Linked DNA regions of Drosophila melanogaster: region 2 is linked to region 1. A link is a contact called in public Hi-C data. All regions are on one chromosome and are shown on one strand. Each heading gives the region's core, a stretch centred on a gene start, on an enhancer-like site or on the middle of the called end of the contact. The rest is flanking DNA. Distances are from core to core; before and after follow the strand shown. Region 1 overlaps dpr8 (defective proboscis extension response 8). Region 2 overlaps eag (ether a go-go).

Region 1 (2,700 bases), core at 111-2,610:
TCGGGTCCGGGGTCTCCGTCCGGGTGCCGGTCGTGTCCGTATCCGTGTCCGTGTCCGTGTCCGTGTCCGTGTCCTTGTCCGTGTTGGTATTGGTGCTGTTGTCTCTGTGTCGGTGTCCGCTTCCCATGTCCATGTCCGTGTTCGCTCCGCTTGTTCATTTTCAATTTCGTTTACAGCATAGAAAATTTTAGTTTTTTCACTGTTTGTGCTTTCCATTTTATTTCATCTTCATTTTCATTTCAACGACTTTGATAGCGTTGGTACTGGCTCGCCCACTTTTTTTTTTGCCCAGGAATTCCAGTTGCTGTTGTTTGTTGTTGTTGTTGTTGTTGTTTAGGGTGGGGTGTTTTGAGTGTTTGGGTGATTTTGATTGTGGACTGATGGGCTGATAGCTGGATGGCCGACCGGCAAGGAAGCTCGCCTAGTTACTTACTTTAAAACACATCTATCTCACAGATACGGGATACAACGAAATCGAGCTGCTCCGTTCCGTATCTCGTTGCCGTGGTTGTATTTTTAGACCCCGGCCATTGTCATCGTCATCTGATTTGCCGTAATTGTTTTTGCTGCGACCAGAGCAACGAAAGCAAATCGGTTATCTTTCCATTCCGGGCCGTAATGGTCCAGTCATCTGGATTCAGCATTCGAGTTGCAGGTTACAGGATTCAGGAATCAGGAATCAGGAACAACAAAACAAGCCGACTAAATGCTGCCAGGACATTCTTGTTTCAGATCCGCACTGGAACACGGATTGAATAACGAAATGTCATTTAAAAGGATTAGGCATCCTGGTGGCTTGTAATCTCATCGTATGCAATGTTTTTTGGTTCTTTCGGGTCACTGCTATCGCCACTTGGTGGAGAATGGTAGTTCAGTTATGCAACTGAATATCTATATAGGGATTTTGAGAAAATACTTCACGAGTAGTGATTTATTATTAAAAGGTGTGATTTAACTGAAATACAGAACAGGAGTCAAGTTTCCATTGCAAGCTATTAAGCCTATTTCTAGTGCAAAATTATTGGCCGTTTCGTATTCGGTTTGAAGTGCCCAATCAACGGATTTCATTACATTGCAAAATAAATCCGAATAATTGAAAATCCTTGAACCTTGACCGATTTTCATCGGAATCCGAATGCATTGTAAATGGCGTGCACTGCACATCGATGATATTTTAATAGTTTGCAGTAATCTATTTGCTGTCTTGCATAGTTTATAATGATTTGTTGCTAGGGCTAATCTGTTGCCCGCTGTTCACCACATTGTTGTTATAATTCGCTGGCCCAGGATATCCTGATATCCACAGTGGTGATTGGGTGGGTAGCTCACAGAGTGGCTCTGAAAAGTATGCAACAGAAATTGTTGCCATTGTTGCCATGCTGCGAATTCAATAAACGAAAAGCGCAAGCAAAACGAAGAAATGAAAAGGCCAAGCAACGAGAACAGCATTTTGAGCATTTCAGCCATACCAAATTGCCATTCTCGGCCATTCCAGCTACGCGTCCATCTTTCCATTGCACCATCTTACCAGCTTTCAGTTTTTCACTTTTCCAGCTTTCAGTTTTTCCAACTCTTCTCTTCGGATTTCTGTTTTCGCCCAGTTCAACAGTTGTGGCTGCTGCATTTTTGTTTATTGTCATTTCAGTTGTGCCGGGCTGTTTAGTGTGCAGCAAGGAATCCCGGCGCGGAGTTGCAATTCCTGCTGCATTATCCTTTATTATATTGCCGGCATTAACGTTTCCGTTTGTTTCTGCCACATGGAGGACACCACAAGAGCCCTGGTCCAGTGGTGCAGTGAGAAAAGGAGTTTTCTATCGATATCAGTGCAAAAATACAAATAAGATAATAGTTGGTAATTGTTAGCACTTTTGGATAGCACTCACAAACATAAAATGTTGTTATCATAATTATCAAAATGATAAACTCATCGATGGTTTATCTCAGTGCATTTAGATAAAATATGCATGTCATTGTCGAAGCTGCAGCTCAGATTCTGGTTTTCATTCCATTTGTGTTTCTGTTTCTGGTCCTGAGCCGGCCGATAAGCCCAACCAACAATCCTTGGCCCTGTTTATTTGTTGCCGCTTCTTTTGCACCGCTCAGCGCTGCTTATATTGCCCCTCATTTGGTTACTCTTAACTGATTTCTGTGTGTTATTTTTAAAAAGGAATTTCAACAATTGCACACGCAATCCAGCCCTTAAATAATAAATAAGCCAAGCCACGCACACGGCTCAGTGGGGAAAAGTAGATGGAGTGAAGATGGGGGAAAAGGGGCACATGGCCGGAGCTACAGGACGATTGTCCTTTTGGCCAACTCAGCTGGAGTCTGGGTTAAGTGCGGCATTAACAATCAATTACAAGCATTACGAGCCGTAAAACTGACGCATTGACCAAATACCAACTCCTCATGTCCTGCGAATGCCAGCTCGCTGGACATGAGAAGTTACCATTCGTATGGGCATGGGCATGGGCATGGGCATGGGTATGGGTATAGCAATGGGAATGGTTATCCTTTGCTGGGCGAAAGAGGATGGCATTACTCACACACACCCAAACACCGAAAATAGCGCTCGCTGTGAAAAATGTTGCGTGCAAAGTAAACCCGGCGGGCAAAAGGGAATCATGAAATGGGAATGGAACTGGAGATGGCGATGGAGCAGGAGCAGGAGCTGCAACCTCAGTCTCAGCGGTGTCTGAG
Region 2 (2,700 bases), core at 31-2,530, 660 kb after region 1:
CAGCGGTCCCGAAAATTCCCCAGGTGGAAAAAAATACAAGTTTTTAATGCCAATCTGCCGTTTAGCTAGCGCAACTGCCATCTCCTTCACACACTGGGCACCACTTTCTATCCCTCTCGTTCTTTCGCTTAATCCGCCAGTGTTGTTGTTGCTGTGACCCACTTTTGTTGTTGTCCTTCTTTTTATTTGTTTCTGTTCTCTGGTCGCGTGTGATCCAAAAAACACAAAAAGAATGCAATGAAACAACTGGAATGACGGCCAAAGGCAACCAGAAAACAGTGGCCAGCTAAAAAGAAAAGCACAAATAGAAAGAAAGGAAACAGAAGAAAGTGGATGAAGAAATGCAAAAAAAAAAACAAAAAAAGAACCAAAGGAAACGTTTGATTTTCACTCGACATTTGCTTCAATGCAATTTCTTTTGGCGCAACGCAAATCGCCTTTTGTTGCTCTAAAGTTTACTGTACAGTATAAACTCGTTAGGAATCACTATATTTTCACTATTGATAAAATAGTGTTTCTACCATTCATCATGGTTATATGTGTATTTCTATTCAGCTAAGGCTTAGAAAATGTTTTGTAACTGTTAGAAAGGCCAACAAGATTGCGTATACGACTAGGTGCTCGACTTAATGCCCTATGAAAATTTTTAACAATTTCAAGAGTTTAAAATAATACTCCTTTGCCATGCGCACTTACTTACATTTGATTTAGAACAAAAATCCTGTCTTTGGAATTTCATCGCACACTTTTTGGCGCCATGAAAAAAAGGGTTTCGAAATCACTTAAGTGCATTTTCACCGAGTAAAGGCCTTTGTGCACGGCTCCCCCAGTATATGTTAGATTGAATTAGGGATTTTCGTTGAGTGCTTTTCGTTGGACCCCCTAGAAAATAATAGAATTTCGAGTGCTTGTCGAGGGCTTTTACTGTGCTCCACCCATGAGCACATAAACACTTTGTGCATCCATATCTATACGTATGTACATACATATATACACGTATATCTAATATATCTATGGCCATATCCCCGAATCCAGGACCTGTTTTTTGTTTGCTTTGTAACCCAATTTCGTTTTTTGCCCCTATGTGTCTATGTGCGAACACAATGTACACACACATATTAACGAACCCGTGACGTCGCCGTTTCGTAGTTTGTTGAACTTTTGTTCGTGGCACGAGTAAAGCAAAACAACAGAAATTAACTACTGCTCCTCCATCTCCACTTCCCTGCTCATGCTTTCCCACATTTCCTTCGGCTGCGTTCTCGTTTCAATTCGTTCGCCGCTGACGTCATCAAGCCTGGCCCGAAAAGTATGCAACACTTTTTGTTCGACACTGCAAGTGGTTTCCCTGTCCCGATTTTGAGCTGACTTTTCCAAGTCAATACACATAGGCAACGAAAGTTTAGTCCCCTGTTTAGCCCAGAAACTCGATCATTAATTATTTGGTTTTCATTGGAAAAGCGAACGAAAAATAATACATTCAACAAAAGGTATTCACAGAATATGCATAAGAAAGCCAACCAGCGCGCTTATAGTAATCAACTTTACGTTGGGGAAAGCTGGGAAAAGTTTTCCACGCATAACTTTCGGCCGTATGTTGGGAGTATCAAATATCGGAATACAGTTTTTGATTTCAATAATCCAGGTAAAGGCAACACTGTTCGAAAAGAGTGTGCTTTCAATGAATAAACTAAAAATTCAAAGTTAGGAAATATATTCTTATTTTAACCAAATGCAATTAATTTTCTTTAGCTCTCGGAATTTCTTTATGTGTTTCTACTACTCCTTGGCCTAATATAATATATAAATTATTGACCTGAGTCCCAAGGAAATGTGTGACCCCATCGGTTGAGCAGCGGTGCATTAAATTGATATTTGTTTAATACATTTTGCTGTGCGCAGTGAAGCTTCTTCGTATTTTTGCTCGATGGGCCCCAGGTGCATCAATCTTGTTTTGTTCGGCATGTTTTCCTCCAATTGGAACGCTTGCTGTTTTCCCATTTTCCGCTGCATGTGCTTGCCCTGGTGTTCATGTGCATATGTGTGTTTGATTTTCATATAGGTTTGCGTGTGTGTTGTTGTTGTTGCTGTGTGTGTGTGTGTGTGCATTTGTGGCATGCAACCAATGTAAAGCTAACCAAGAATAATACCTCGTCTGCTCTCCACATCTCTTTCTATTTCTTCTGGCATCTCCTGCCCGGCAACCTGGCAACCTGGCATTCTGGCATTCTGGCATCGTTGCATCCACATTCACATCCTTGGACACAAAAAAAAAACCCAACAGATGCGGCTTCATGTATGGCGAGCTGACAGACAAGGAGACGGTGGGACGGCTGGAGTACACGCTGGAGAACCAACAGCAGGATCAGTTCGAGATTTTGCTGTACAAGAAGAACAGTGAGTATACTTTTGGGAAGTGCACTGGCCTTTGACCCCCTTACCAAGATCGATTGTTGTGTGCTAAATTGCCTGCGCCTAATGGCCGAAAGTTGAAGCTAATGCTATACCCAAATCAAAGTCGCCCTGCTATGCAAAAGGTCCTTTGTCCTTTTTTTGCGACAACACACTTATGGTAGAAAAATCAGCTATTGCTTTGGAATAATTATTTAAGCAGAAATTGCAGTCTTTAAATTGAATTACAAAATAACTATTTAGAAGAGTTCAAGTAAATTTATAACATATTTTCTTTTTAAATATAAA

Evidence for each region. Hi-C and Micro-C count contacts between places; a contact is called where the count stands out from the background.
Region 2: a Hi-C map of the Kc167 cell line shows a contact between it and region 1, with 1.8 times the contacts expected there. The contact joins two enhancer-like sites. A contact is called at or near these places in 2 of 107 Hi-C or Micro-C datasets (the Kc167 cell line and wing imaginal disc).

The regions. Positions count from the first base shown.
Region 1 is chrX:14,327,886-14,330,585 of dm6, forward strand. The region is part of intron 2 of dpr8 (defective proboscis extension response 8); the gene reads left to right. Among named protein-coding and RNA genes, the nearest start is that of dpr8, 7.0 kb to the left of the region's middle. Within about 2 kb of position 1,361, at least 2 of the 39 cell types and tissues checked have an H3K27ac peak or open chromatin away from gene starts, as enhancers often do. A contact at or near this core is called in the Kc167 cell line, where this site is marked.
Region 2 is chrX:14,988,036-14,990,735 of dm6, forward strand. eag (ether a go-go) reads left to right here. Exons shown (of 17, transcript NM_078603.4): 5 at 2,285-2,397. Among named protein-coding and RNA genes, the nearest start is that of eag, 34 kb to the left of the region's middle. Within about 2 kb of position 1,281, at least 4 of the 39 cell types and tissues checked have an H3K27ac peak or open chromatin away from gene starts, as enhancers often do. A contact at or near this core is called in the Kc167 cell line, where this site is marked.